2 separate regions of the Xenopus laevis genome follow, and region 2 is linked to region 1. The links are chromatin contacts, called in public Hi-C maps. All regions are on one chromosome and are shown on one strand. The core of a region is the stretch at or near the end of the contact, and the rest is flanking DNA. Distances in the headings are between cores, read along the strand shown.

Region 1 (7,416 bases), core at 2,449-4,948:
CTGTTGGCTCGCTGAGTCCTGGGGGGCGAAATTGGAAAGGCCGCATTACCACAGAGAGTGGTCTGAATGTACTGAAAAGTGTCTTCCATGCTGTTTCAATGGAACTCCCAAGTACCTTATGCAGCAATATGGCTTAAAGGCCTATAACCTAAGTGTGTGATGTTTAGAGGCTTTGGTTGTTTGGTTCTCCTTAAACAATAACAACCGTATTATCCATGTATGGCCTGTAGTTGTGCCTTTGCATTGTGGTGATCTATTATGGTCTATGGCAGTATAGAATCTCCTGCTAATATTTCTAATTGGGAAGAATGCTTTGTGCAGGCAATGATCTGAATCACTAGCAGGGATATGAGTCCTAACCCCTCGAGGCCCGGAGGCCATGATTCTAATGGAAAAATTAATGGAAGCTAAGCCCTATTTATAAAGTGTTTATTTTTAGCTGTAACCCATAGGGACTGAAGAGAATGGAAGCGTTCAGCTGACCGCGAGGTTTAGGAGGAATAAATCTCGGATTAGTAAAACAGACGGCTTATATGAAACCTAGAGACTCTGCAGATATTTGGAAAATAAATAGAGACCAAAGTAGAGATTACACTTGATTACACTTGATATATTGCATATACCGTACTTGCTGGAAGCTGGAGATATGTAAATGATAAATAAAACTATTTGTCCAGTGACAAACATGAAGTCACATTAAGTGACAACAGGCTTAAAAAGACATGAAATTGGTGAGAGAACAAACTGTTTTTTTTTTACTCTTGAAAAGTTGCCAAAACTGAGACATGGTTGTGCCTATCCCATATGTCACTTGGTACAGCCTGTACTTTATCTCCCATAAAAACATGACAGCACTGTGGTCTGTATAGTAACGATAGCAGCAGCAGGCCAGTAGAGGGTGCCAGGCACCAGCATGAAGGTGGAAGGAGAAGTAGAGACGGGTGTCCTGTGCTGTTGGAAGGGTGGGGGAGGCTGAATCTCACACACCTCATTGTTTTCAAAAAATGGTGCAATACCCTGCCATCATTTAGTAATAACAATAATAACACATATATTTATTATTATTTGTATTATTATTATGCATCACCACAGCAACAGCATAGGGTATAATGAAATATAATGGACAGTTTATATGGTGAAACCTTGTATTATTTAGGGTGAAGGGGGAGGCCCTGTTCATGGGAGCTGGCACTCTGGGTGGGGGTTGTATTGGCTGAGTGATAATCAGGAGGCTCAGGTAGGGTTTCCACCTTTTCTGAGAAAAAAATACCGGCCTTCCTATATATTTATCTTTTTTCCCTTCCAATAACATTGGGATCAACCATCATTTTTACCGGCCAGGCCGGTAATATAGCGGCTAGGTGACAATCCTAGACTCAGGGTCTCTAAACATTTCACTTTGCACAACTCCCAGCAGGGCTATTTTTGGGTTAAAAAATAAGTTGCAAAACCCACATGACTATATGTTGGAGAGTATTTTTATAGAAAGCACTACTGTTGTTTTCTTGTCCTTTAATTCTTGTCCTTGATAAGGGTCAAACAGGCCATTTATCTAGCAAACCCTCAATCCCCTAAATGGAAAGGAGACTTACCCCTATTACCAACCCTACTGCCAGGGGAAAAGCTAAAGGAGTTCCGACTCCTGCCTCATGTTCCTATTTTAGAATGGCCCATTCCATACTGGAGGGAAATTCATCCACCTGGATGAACTAAACCGTCACAGTTACTCGGTGCCGTGCCAGTCACCTCATCAATTAATGCAACCTACTAAGTCCATTTTATTACCATCATAAATTACTTGTTTTGTTCATTTGTGCAGGGCTATGTAAACCTGGCCCAGCTGCTGCACTGATTCAGGATAGAGATGCAAATAGTGACCTATGCAAATGCTAAACCTAAACAAGTGGCCTCATACGCATGGTTACAGTAGGCAGAGCAGATTGTTTGGATACATTGTTGCTAGGGGTAGGGGGTAGTTCTCCTTTGCACCATGAAACTCTCAGTGTTTAGTAGGATTGCAACAGGCATTAGCAACTGTCTTGTTGTACCTGGAGTTCAGTTAGCATTGAATTGTCGAATCAAAGGCATATGTCACCTTCTCTTTTGCATTTTAAATGGGATCTCTTTTGCATAATGTAAGAAAATGGGATTCTAAACAACTTTTCAGTATACACTTTCAAACATGTTTAGGGTTATTGGTAAATGGAATTGCTATTCCCTTTCATTTCTCTGATTCTGACTCTTGCAACAATGCAGCAGATGCTCCATCTCCTTCTGCTACATTGTTTCAGGGGGCAGAACCAACAGTGCAGCGAATTTATAAGCAGCCACTTGAAAAACAAAAACACATACTTTTGAAAAGAAGAACACATATTTTTGATAAGCAATATGTATGTGGACAGTTGCTTAGGGTTACTGTTACTTTGAGCAAGTGAAGGCAAGGGTTTATACTGCAGTTGTGTCAGTAGAACTGACAATCTAGTTGTTACAGGCAGTGAGAAGTGGTGCTTTGTCTTTTTCTTGCTCATAAATCTTGACTTTAATAATAATAATAATAATAATGTCCAAATGACATTCACTCTGACCGTCACATCAGAGAGCTACTTCAGCATATATTTACAGCTACTATTGACAGAAAATTGGGCTCGAAATTACTGGGTGCAACAACCAAAATAACAAACTGTAGAGCAAGGGAATTCTGCAAAAATGTGATGTATATGGCAGCTCCCCACTCTATTCCACTTACCTTGCAATGGGCTCTCTACCATTTTAACTGGTGGTCTCTAGGGACCTGGTTTCTAGAGCAAATTAAAAACGTTGTTCACTTTTAAATAAATTTTTAGTATGATATAAAGAGTGATATTCTGAGACAATTTGCAATTGGGGTTCATCTTTTTATTATTTGCTGTTTTTGAGTTATTTAGCTTTTTATTCAGCAGCTCTTCAGTTTGCAGTTTCAGCACACTGGTTGTTGCTATGGTCCATATTACCCTAGCAGCCATACACTGATTTGAATAAGAACCTGAAATATGAATAGGAGAGGGCCTGAATAGAAAAGATGGGTAACAAAAAGTAGCAATAACAATATTGTACCTTATAGAGCATTTGCTTCTTAGATGGGGTCAGTGAACCTCATCTGAAAGCTGGAGTCTGGAGAAGAAGACAAATAATCCAAAAACTATAAAAAAAAAAAAAAATTAGGACCACTTGAAAAGTTGCTTAGAATAAACCATTCTATAACAAACTAAAAGTTAACTTAAAGGTGAAAGCACCCCTTTAACCCACTTTTCACCTGGGTATTTCAGGGCTATTTTTATTATATGCAAGGTGCCACTGCTTATGAAGGGTACACTCATGCATAACAGTTGTATCATTGCTGTGGGTAGTAATATATGAAGACATGCCCAGGGATGCGCATGATACCTGCAAAGTTCTTCTGCATTCCAAAACCCAGCAAAGCCTCCTGTAATAGATGCATGCTGGCAGAAGTCATATTATTTTTGCTGATTTCTCAGCAGCCCCAGCACAAATAGTCCTGCAGAAATCTGGGCTTGTTTATGAGCTGAGAGCTTTAGCCTGTAGGGGGATGGGGAATCGCAGAGTCAACCCAATTTGCATACAGGGGCTGACGCCATATGATGTCACTGGGCTGCTATTTAAGGAGGTGGCAGTCTGAAATAGCATTCAGTCTGTGGCTTGTTGCATCAGCAGTCAGATATAAGCACAATTTGAAGTGCACCGGGTTCACATATACTCACACACACACAGAGCAAAGCACCCACTTCTAGGAGTCCCTTAAAGGACAGGATTTATTTGCTGGAGGTCCTAGACAGAGAAGCCGTCCTGCAAACATGAGCACAGAAATGTGTAAATTGCCCATGGAGGTGGCCGTGTACGAGCTGCACAATTTCTCCATTTCATTTTTCTCCTCCTTGCTGGGGGCTGATGTGGTATCTGTCAAGCTGGATAACAGGTAAATATACCCATATAGCGTTCTCGTTAAGGCACACTTAGAGCCCTGCAAAACCAATTTGGGGCAGAAATGCAGTTTTTATAATTTTTTTTTTTTATTTTTTTAATTTTTTTAAATTCTTGTGTATTGATAAAATTGCAGATTATTAGTTAAAAGACAAATGGAATATTTTGCACTGGGTTTGGCTGCAGGATGATTTTGTGTGCATGTGAAGTTACAGAATGCTTTCTGTGCTTTGTTTCATGTAACAAAATGACAAAATGGCAAGGTGCACTGTACAGAATTCACTTTGCCCGATGCCGCCCAGGGGTTTTCTTACTATAACAGACTTATGGCTGTGACTGTTCATGTTGACTTATCTGCAGCAGATCTGTGTGTGTGTGTGTGAGTAAATACAGCCAGGATTGTGTAGATGAGGCAGAATTGACATTATGGCTGGGGTATGTTTGGCCCATGCTGGATTCTCATTTCCTGGAGACATCGGCTGGTCGGTTACAGCAGGATAATCCCAGTTTGGACTGGAACAGCCTCAGCTTCCTCCTTCTTGTTTGTCACCGGCCAGAAAGGCATTGTCTGGGCTTGGGGGGGGGGGCTTTAACCCTTTCTTTGCTGTATTGAGCAACACAATTCCTCAGGGGTGCACCTGGAAACCAGATACATTACAATACACATGTGAATATACTAGTGAAAGGTTTTGCATGTATTTTTGATTATATCACTTTGCATGATTATAACCGATTCTTCTTTTTTTTCTCTACAGTGCATCGGGTGCCAGTGTCGTTGCCATTGACAACAAGATTGAGCAAGCCATGGTGAGTGTCTCTTATCTAATGCCCCCACATGTGGAAGAGAGGGTATGGGCAAATCAGATAGGGAGGGCACAGGCAGATCAGATTATTTTTTTCATATTTTTTTTTATTGTACTAAATATGTAGCATATGTGCAAATAGCTGCAGTGCAAGGGTAAAAGCACAACATAAAATATTTGTGGCTAAATAAAGATAGAAATTATAAATGAGGCATCCTGTATCCAGTGGTACATTTATCAGGGACAAAGAGGCAGGCAGTGCATGATTTAAAGCCGGTGCTATATGTGCAGGACCTCTCTGCACTTCATTGCAATCTCCTGTTGCCGGGCAGATTTTCCCCCCGGTGGGCCGGTGGGATCTCATTGGATGGAGCGGCACTGCAGTGCTAGCTGCGGATAATGCCAGCTTAGGCACAATGACATTGTTTTCCTTGCAAGAGAACCTGCAGCCTTCCGTGCAAGGACTTTGAATTCAATCAGGAGTGGGTTGTGAACCACATTTCCCAGATCCACAGATAAGCTGTATGCAGGGATTTGTGCTTTATTCAATAAATGATCTAGTGTATTGGCAGCAGAGTGCATTAGGACTTGCCACTAGTACATCTTTGGGCATGTAAATGCAGCATAGGCTAGTAAAGCACATTTTGCATTTACATGTCCCCCCTTTACGTATATGCTACTGAAATCAATAGTTCTTGAAGTTAATGTGTAACTAGGACTAATTAGTTTGCCGTGCCCCCAAGTTGCAGCAGGAGGGATTCTATAGGGACAGATGTGACCTTTGCAGCCTGATAGTTTCCCAGTGTTCGACCTTTCCCTAACGTCTGCCATGTTTGCCCTACAGGATTTGGTAAAGAACCATCTCATGTACGCTGTGCGAGAAGAGGTCGAGGTGCTGAAGGAGCAGATTAAAGAGCTGGTGGAGAAGAATTCACAGCTTGAGAAAGAGAATCATCTACTGAAGAACCTGGCAAGTCCAGAGCAAATGAAGAAGTTCCAGTCTCGGCTTCCCCAAGATGAAACACCAGTCAAGACAAGACTGGATTTCCTTCGATCATCTCAGCAAGTCGGCTCTGCAGTCTAAGTGGCTCTGTCTTTGGAATGGGCAGAGCCATTGAACTTTTCCTATCGACGTCTTTATATGAGAAAAAAATGAGATTTTTTTCCCCCCCTCTTTAAAGTGTCACCTCGGCTTGGAGGGTCGTCGACTAGCCAAAGCTGGCATGTGCCGGGGCTAGCGTGGGCCTCCTCACAAGTCTTTTCTTCAAGAGAAGAGTGAGAGAAGCTGTGATATGGACTCTTTTTTTTTTTCTAAGAGTACCAGCCAGAGAAAGACAGCTGGCTAGGCATGAATCTTGCCTTTGGCACCATGCTTGGAAAGCAAAGCCTTGCAACCAGCGGGACATGCTAAAGATGACCAGAGACTGCTTCAGCAAAGTTCTCTGGCCATGGAATACAAAGTTGAAGAGGAAGACTCCCCTCTCTTTTGTTTTTTCAGACTGTACCATGGTGGGAAGCAGAGAGCGTGAACCTCTTGGAGCGATGAAAAGGAACAGTTACTCTAGTAACCGTTTATAGTTTGGGCACTTTAGTGCTTCATAATGGAGCTTTGTTCTATATTGGCTCACAGCTGCCCAAACTAGTGATGGTGGGCAATGTCTTTAGACCCCACCCACTACAGGGCTTGTTAGTATAGGTTTACATAGTTTGTATGTAATTTAGCACTTGCCAAAATGTTCTCTTTGAGGACTTGGGAATCTGCTACAAGGACTTATTTTTTTTTACTTTGTCTTATGCAGAATAGAAATGTTCCTGTCTCTTTGCCAGAGCTCAATGGTGGGGAAAGCCGCCTAAAAGACTCACACAAGACACTTTAAAATCCGGGAAAATTAATAGACTGTGGGCTTTTTTTTGTAATATTCTTAATAACTTCAGGACTACAGCTCCCAGCAATGGCCATAAAAGGGGTTGTTGGAATGAATAATGTCTTCTGCTGTTTAACATTACTGTCTGAGATTTTCTGGATTGTACATAACTCAGTGGAAAGCTGCAATAAACACCATTTTTATATATAAACAAATCATTTTTTGTGCGTTAATCATGTGCTGTTCCTATCAGAGCCATTATTATCATTATAGTCACACATACTGTTTACAAATACGAAGTTGGTTTTCATCTGATTGGCCTAGGTGCATCCTTGTGGCACCCATCAATAGCTAATTTCATTGGGCATTTAACATGTTAACATAAGTTGGGTTTCACATATAAAGTAAGTTTCACACTGCAAGGACGTAAAGGGGAACTAAGCTAAAAAAAAAACTGCTCCTATATTAAAGAATATTGTGCAACATCTACATGCACCATAATTAAGGTCGTTTATTTGCTGTGAAAAGAATGCCCTTAGCACTTTCCTTTTGCTCCAAAGAGGCCGCTACTGTAAGATTCTTTACCTCACCTTAATTAAAGGGCAGTGTTGGTACTTGTATCAGTTCTTAACCTTGGGTCCTGAGCTGTATTGGGTCTTCAGCTCCTAAAATCCAACAGCATAGAATCAATGGTCAAGGTATGCTGGTGGTTGTAGTTGTGCAACATCTGGGGCTAGGGGCTCAAGGTTAAGAGAACTTGCCATTGAAGG
Region 2 (7,416 bases), core at 1,439-3,938, 95 kb after region 1:
AGTAGGTGTAAAAATGACAAAAAATAAACAAACAGCCTTGAAATATGACAGAAACCGATAATGCCGAGGGTAGTGGCGTGTTTCAGGCGACAGGAGCGGTAATGGTTACGTGGCACTTCCCTCTGAAAAGAGTAACTGTTTAAACAGGGGGCACAGGATGCAAGTGGCTTTTCATAAACCTCTAAGGGAGTGTTTCTTCCCACCTGGATAAACACAAAGTGAAAGCCCGGCATGGTTTCCAGATTACTGCAAGGCAAGTGTTTCCACCTTGCTTTGGGTAATCATTTTCCAGTGAGTTTATTAAAAAAAAATAGACTTGAAAGCTTCAAATCCAAAACTCTGTCACTGAGCCACAAATTTATTTTGAAATTACACAGGGTTTTTCAAGGCCTGCCCGCTGGATACAGAGACAGTCCTGTTTTTATAAGGTGCTGATGTCATACCGTGAGCTTTAATGGGTTTTCACAGCTGGGCTTTGAATAGAAAAAGGAAGCAGCGCTGAATGCAGACCAGTCATTTTTTTTTTCTTAGGGCTTAAAATAGGATTCAGAGTCTGAAAAACCTCTTTCCTCTCAGTCTGCAAAAACTGAGGACACTGAGTACATATTTACTTTAGGACTTTGAGAAAAAGCCACAGCCTTAATCTGGGTATTGATAGCACTGATAAAGAGAGCAAAGTGTCCACCCTTTAAATTTTGCTGAAACAGAATGTACTGTTCTGGCTTCTGGGTATCTAACAATAGTGGGGAACTTCTTGTAGCAGATATCCCAGCATCCCCCCTTTATTTTATAACCCCACGGATTATCTCTACACTTATGGTGAATATAATGAAGAGTATAGAAGAGCAATTTTCACCTTGTTGCTCTTCAGAGGTTTGCTGAACTACAAAACCCACCGGCAACAGTGAGCAAATCCCTGGCCAAAACAGCAATTTGAGTTTTTACTGAAAACTACCCTCGGAAACTCAAATTTTTCAGGATAAAAACAAATCGACCTTTGATAAATAACCCCCCTACATGTAGATAAAAAGTGTGTCTCCTGATAGCAGTAATTCCCAGACTGTGGGGCTGCTCTGGGAAGGGGGGGGGGCTCAGAGCCATAGCTAGAGGGGTGGGGGCAGCCTCAAGCCCATTTAACTCTATATTAGGATATGCCTTTTTCTTGAATGTCACAAGAGCAAGATTTTGGTTAAATTTTAAATTTGATGTCCTAGACCAATGATCCCTAATCAGTGTTGCTCTCAATATCCTCAAAACCGGTTATTGACTTCCAGGCTTACAGGCAACTTTTAGTTGCAAAAAAACCTGGTGTACTGCTTTAGATAGAGCCTCCTGTAGACTGTCTGTCCACACAGGAACTACCAAATAGCCAATCACAGCCCTTATTTGGCATCCCCTGGAACTTTATTCATGCTTGTGTTGCCCCCAACTCTTTTTTACATTTGAATGTGGTTCACAGGTAGAAAAGGTTGGGGACCCCCTGTCCAAGATATCAAAACTGTAACTGAATGGCTAATATTGATTGGGTATGACCATATATGAGTTCATTCAGTGAGTTTTGGCCCTCCGTTATTTCTATAATTGCTTATGAACATATCTTTATAAAGCTCCAAAATATTGCATAGTGTTGTATAATTAATGGGTTTATGTAATGAGCACACAGATTTATATACAAAAATACAGCTGACAACCAAGAAGTAAAGAGGCCCTGACCAAGATAGCCTACAGTCTAAAAGGTGATGGGGTATGTAAGATTGCCCCTTAGTAACCGTTTGCTACAAACTTGTGCCCCCTTGCCTGCTGCAGAGTAGAGAGCAGCTCCAGGATGTGCAGCTCAGCCATGTCCTTAGTGCCTGCCTTAGGGCATCCTCCTACCTTGTGCTTCTGAATGCCAAATGCTTTGAACACAGGCAGAGTTCCATTCAGGGCATAGTCCGCAGGTCTCTGCACTCCAAAATGGAGCATGCTGCACGAGGCATTGTAAATGAGCCCTAAGTTGTGGAGGTGGGCAAGATTCTACGTATAGTAATGAAACAAGTGACAGATTTGATTTTATTGTCTAGTCAAACAGTGTCTCATGAAATCCATGTTCCTAGAAGGGTAAAAGGGACATTGGACAGGATAATCTACTGACTAGAGGAAAGGAGATTTCACAATCAACATTGGAAGTGATTTTTATGCTGCAAAGGCAGTCAGGTAATGAAGTTCTGAGAGAGGTGATGCTGAGTTAAATGGGGTTAAATGGGTCCTTCCAATCAAGAAAGGACAAAATGGGTAATCATTTACATTAATAAATAATGACTCCAGGCAAATATCAGTTACTGAAATCAAGTATTTCCACCCGTGTAATGAGGGCTCTCTTGTGTAACTGGCTGGTATGCTTGCATGTGGGGGGTGGTGGACAGGCTGTATAAATGTGCTACTCTGATCGCAAGCTCTGTGGGTCATTACATACATACTACAGCTATCGTGCATTTTTTTGAGGGAATGTTTTTGTCAAGCATGTCTGCAATATTTGGGTTCTGAAACACAGCCCGTACAATGCAATACATGGGTATATAAGTAAAATGTATATACAATATCAGTAACTGTATAACAATATGATCTGTGCTGTGACAACGAAAGCACTGGCTGATATATTGATGTGCTATCCAGTCACTAATGAATCCCACAATGTACAGTCGAAGGCTGCTGACTGATGCTTTCCTTGCTTTCCTCCCACGCCTGCTTTAAATAGACCATAAAAGGGCAGAAAAACCCCTCGCCTCGTTTTGTTTGTTGACATGCAGTTCCCCAGGTTACTGAGTCTGAATCACGCATCCCTCTAATGAGTGGTGCCACAGGCTGTCAGCTGACTCTGCAGGCTGGGGAAACAGTGAACGTGGCTGGGGGAAGTCCTTAGTAATGTAACCCTGCCCTCATGTTGCATCAGGTCAGCAGCAGCTCTAAAAGTTTCTCTTTCATTTCAGGGACTCCAGTGATATGTGTTGCATCCACCTGCCACTTATTTGTCTGCCTTTGTACCTGAAGCTGGCCAAATTCATGAAGCAATACCAGAGCTGCAAAGGGGAACAAAGCCTAATTTGTGTGGCACTTGTAACAAATGTCCCAACCCCTGCCCCAGCCCCAGGCATGAGACCTGAAGCTACAAACACCATAGCAGCCAACTCACATTCCAAGTTACTGATGGTATGGAAATACTTAGAGGCCTTTTTATCATATTGTGCAAAAAATGGATTTCTAATTTGGGTGCCCTAGTCCAGAGGGTCCTCGCGCCTGTCCCACCAACATGCAGGTGGATTACACTGGACATTACATACACAGGAGAGTTACACAGCTGCACACCCCCCGTGCTCCTGAAAAATTAAAATGTAGCTGGGCGGCATGCCGTCCTTAAAATCTAGCTGCCCTAGGCCAGGGTATTTGTGGCCTTGCCGCAAATCCAGGCCTGCGTTCTTTTGAAGATTGGTCTCCTGAGATAATATTCTGACTCTGAAGAAATATTTCCCTTAGGGAATCAAACTGGTTATAATATATTTGATGTGGGCTGGAATTCTGGTCTAATCCTCTTGTCTTACCACCTCTCCCATCCTCCTTCTGTTCTAAGGGGCCATGGGTTTGTGGCTTTTCAGGGCTATTTAGCCTCTTTTAATTGTTAGGGCAAGTTAAATTACAAGGCCACAGCTCCGGTTACCCTGTCCTGCCTTTACTTTGTGGTGTCCCAGGCCTTAGAAACAAAAATAGGCAGTTAGATTTAGGGACAACTCCACCCTCTATATTTTCAATTTTCTATGAACACAATCTATGGATTGTGACCGGATGACTTTTTAACCCATACCGAATTTTTGGTCAATTTTTAATTACTCCTTTTTAACTAATTAATTAGTTACCAAGTCTCATTTTTTAGCCTATTTATTGCACTGCACTTAACTGGTGGAACTTAATTGCAATATTCATTTGCTAATTCTATTTTAATAATTGCACCTTATTAATTAATGAATGAATTTATTTATTAAGGGGTGGCATTGGAATCTATTGGTGGGTTAATGTGCCCTTTTGATTCAGTAGTAATCAATTATTTGTTATCATCAATCTTTGTGGCTGATTGATTTCACATTATTTATTTGCACTAGCACTTTATTTAAGTTATTAGACAGCACCTCCTTATTAATTATTATTATCAGTATTAATTACCTCAGTTCTGCAATTTAAGGTTTGAGTTAACTTGGTATAGATACAGTATTAACTATTTGGTGGGGTTTCTTTCTCTTAAAAAATTGTTAATCCAGGCCTGCATGTCATCAGGCATCACTGTGTAAAAACCGGTGTATTTAGCTGTGTATTGGTTTTTAGCTATCGTGTACCTCTGTGTTAAAAAAAAAGTGTAAACAGAAGCAGCTGTTTGAAAATGCTATGGGAAAATATGGCTTTCAGCCATCACATTTTTTCCAGTGTTTTTTTCTTTGTTTTTTTTTTCCTGGAAGAACTTATTTGCTGCTTGAATTTTTCCCATTCACGGAATTGCGTGGGGACTGAAGTAATGAGAATATAATCTATTTATGTGCATCTAGTATAATAGACTTGATGGGGTGGATAAACACACAGTGACCCGTGGGTTCATAATTGGTCAGGTAGGTTTGGATTGAATTTCGGCCATAGATTGCAGGTTAAGGTTGGGTGAGGGTCAAATTGTTGAAGTACACTCCTCCACTGCTCCTGAAGATTCCCTGTCATGGAACCAGAGGCACGCACAGTAGTAGCATACAGAATGAGAAGACACGGGTATGGGTCCTACAATGGCAACATTTTGCGGGTTAGGGTCAGGTGCGGGTTAAGGGATCAGTAACATCAATTTTTTTTAAAAAAAAATTTTGTTTGTATATAACGAAAAAAAACACCAAGACATATTTTACTTTAAAATCGCAAAGTCTTTATTAACAAATAACTTTCCGATACTCCGCTTGCACTCCTCTTCAGAAAAGGCGACAGGGCAACGATCCATCGTGCGCCGTTCGATTTCTCCTCCCTACCTTCTATAGGAGATAGCCAGGCAGGAGAATTCAAGTGCCGCACGATGGATTGTCGCCCTGCCGCCTTTTCTGAAGAGGAGCACAAGCGGAGTATCAGTAAATTATTTGTTTATAAAGACTTTGCGATTTCAAAGTTAAATATGTCTTGGTGGTTTTTTTTCGTTATATACAAAAACTATTTTTTTTTTTTTTTTTTAAATTGATATTACTGGTCCTTTAAGGTTTTGCAGGTTAGGGCTGGGTCCGGGTTGATATTTTCCTGAACGAGCATCACTAATTTGGCAATGCATCCATGGGTCTTCAATTTTTCATTGTGGCCCCAACCTACTTGTTGACAAGGACCATGGCTTGGTTGACCAATGGTTAAATAATTGGGTCTCACTAAGGGGGAGGCCCTGCTAGTTTAGTAGGGGGCCCTGTGATTCCTGATGCTGGCCCTGTATTTCAATATAATCCTCAAACCCAACACTCCTCCCATTGTGTGAAAAGAAAAAACAGTAATTAATTGCATGTCCCCAGTCACCTAAGAATATAATGAGATGATTTTTTTGAGTTGATTTTTAACATGTTAAGGACAAGACACTCTCCCTAAAACCCACAGGAAAAAATATATTCACTTCCTTCAGTTCATACTAAAGGCCCAAAAATGAAAGCAAGACTTAGCAAGGTGAAAGGTGAGCAATATAAAGGAGAATATATTGTGAACAAATGACCATGGCTATATTTAGGGGTATTAATTCATTGTACGAAGTAGGAAAGATCTATGAGTAGGCTTATAACTTATGGCTGTCGATGATGGCAACTAAAAAGCCCCAATAAATACACCACGTCTATACAGTATGTTTCTAAATGAAGCCAGGGTTTAACTGTTGAGTGCTCCAGTAGCTGCACTCATAACCATACTGCACTGGGAAAAACAAAACCCAAACGCATAAATTGACAGCATTTGCACACTGATACTTCCGTGCCAGTACTGCATGTGCCAGTAATTTACTGGTATTAGTGCTGATTTTATTTTGTTCCTCTCACAGCAACTATCTCTGGCATTCCATGCAAATGTTAAGCTTTGGATACCTATTAGTCATCTTATCTCATAGTACTTATCTCATCAATGTTGAACCACCTGGTAACTGTGAATACTACACAAATAAGCAACAATAATAAAGGCCAGTGCCAAGGAACCACAGGCAAGATAAAGTCCAGAGTTGACAAAAATACAATTATCAATAGTTTAATGTAATTTGCATGATTAGGTTTTATTTAGAAGGTTCTCCTGTTATGCCTCTTTACCTGCCTCCATGTCCAGGGTGATAGGGCTAGGTGCAAAGTGAAAAACACTTTGCACCTAGCCCCATCAGCTTGGACATGGAGGCACAAATCATTGCACTAGTTGATCAGCACCTTTAATGTTCATTGCCCCCTAAGTTGTAGATCATTCAGAAGCACACACTAGGTGTCCAGCTAGTTCCAAGAAATTGTTTTTAAATGTAATTCTCAACCACACAAAACATTTATACTTCCCACCCTAAGGCAGGCCTTAATTAGGTTAGCTTCTGCATTGCCATGAATAGGTTCATCTTCAGTGGGATGCTACCCTATGTGATATTAGTCTACTTCCCCCCCCTTGAAAATTTTCTTCTGACACCCATGGCTAGGGCACAAAGAGGGACACTAGGTGCTGGAAATCCCTATACTTACTGCTGTTTGTGCTAATCATATTAAGTAGAGAACTCTCTTGCAGCTGAAAGAGCTTTTCCTGCACTTTGCAGCAGATTCTTAGCCTTGTACAAGGTGCAGCGTATAGCTTACAGTGGCAAATGACAAGGGCACACGTTCTCCTCACATGGGCCTTAAGGGGCATGGTTGCATCCATAGCAATGCTAAATTACCCCTTTAGTGTCGAAAAAATATCTACCATTTTTAAAGAATGAATGTGCCTTTAAATGTTTTATTTTGTGCTTCTTTTAGGAAAATGTCCTAAATTCGAAAAACCTGTCCCACCCAGGTTCAGCTATTGTACTTCTGATGTACCATAGATGTCCAACCAATTCCCATCTGGCAGAAATTGCTTTCTCTTTTCTGTGGGCCGCACTCCCTAACTTTTTGTCTCATGGATTCCTTACTGCGTGTGTATTTGCAGTTTAGTAAGCTTAAAAGACTCTTGGTGGTGCAGTAGAATGATCTAAAATGGTAGTGTGGCATTTTGATAGGAAATACCCTGGGCCAATGCATTTTTTACAGATTATAAAGACTAGCCCAGGGAAAACGCTATGTTAGTCTGCACTGTATTGGTGGAGAACAGAGGCAGAAGGCATGTAGTTATCCTCCCACCCACCCTCTGTTCTAACTTGTGCATCATTCAGATGACCAGGTTAAGGAGAAGCAG

The links. Hi-C and Micro-C count contacts between places; a contact is called where the count stands out from the background.
Region 2: a contact with region 1 is called in a Hi-C map of the XL177 cell line, with 2.5 times the contacts expected there. The contact joins the enhancer-like site here to the promoter of tsc22d3.L in region 1. A contact is called at or near these places in 2 of 4 Hi-C or Micro-C datasets (the XL177 cell line and the XTC cell line).

Annotation. Positions count from the first base shown.
Region 1 is chr8L:27,700,364-27,707,779 of Xenopus_laevis_v10.1, forward strand. tsc22d3.L (TSC22 domain family member 3 L homeolog) reads left to right here and starts at 3,699. Exons shown (of 3, transcript NM_001086817.1): 1 at 3,699-3,973; 2 at 4,734-4,785; 3 at 5,626-6,861. The coding sequence starts at 3,852. The coding sequence ends at 5,865.
Region 2 is chr8L:27,796,308-27,803,723 of Xenopus_laevis_v10.1, forward strand. No RefSeq gene overlaps it. Among protein-coding and RNA genes, the nearest start is that of LOC121396925, 91 kb to the right of the region's middle. Within about 2 kb of position 2,689, at least 2 of the 7 cell types and tissues checked have an H3K27ac peak or open chromatin away from gene starts, as enhancers often do.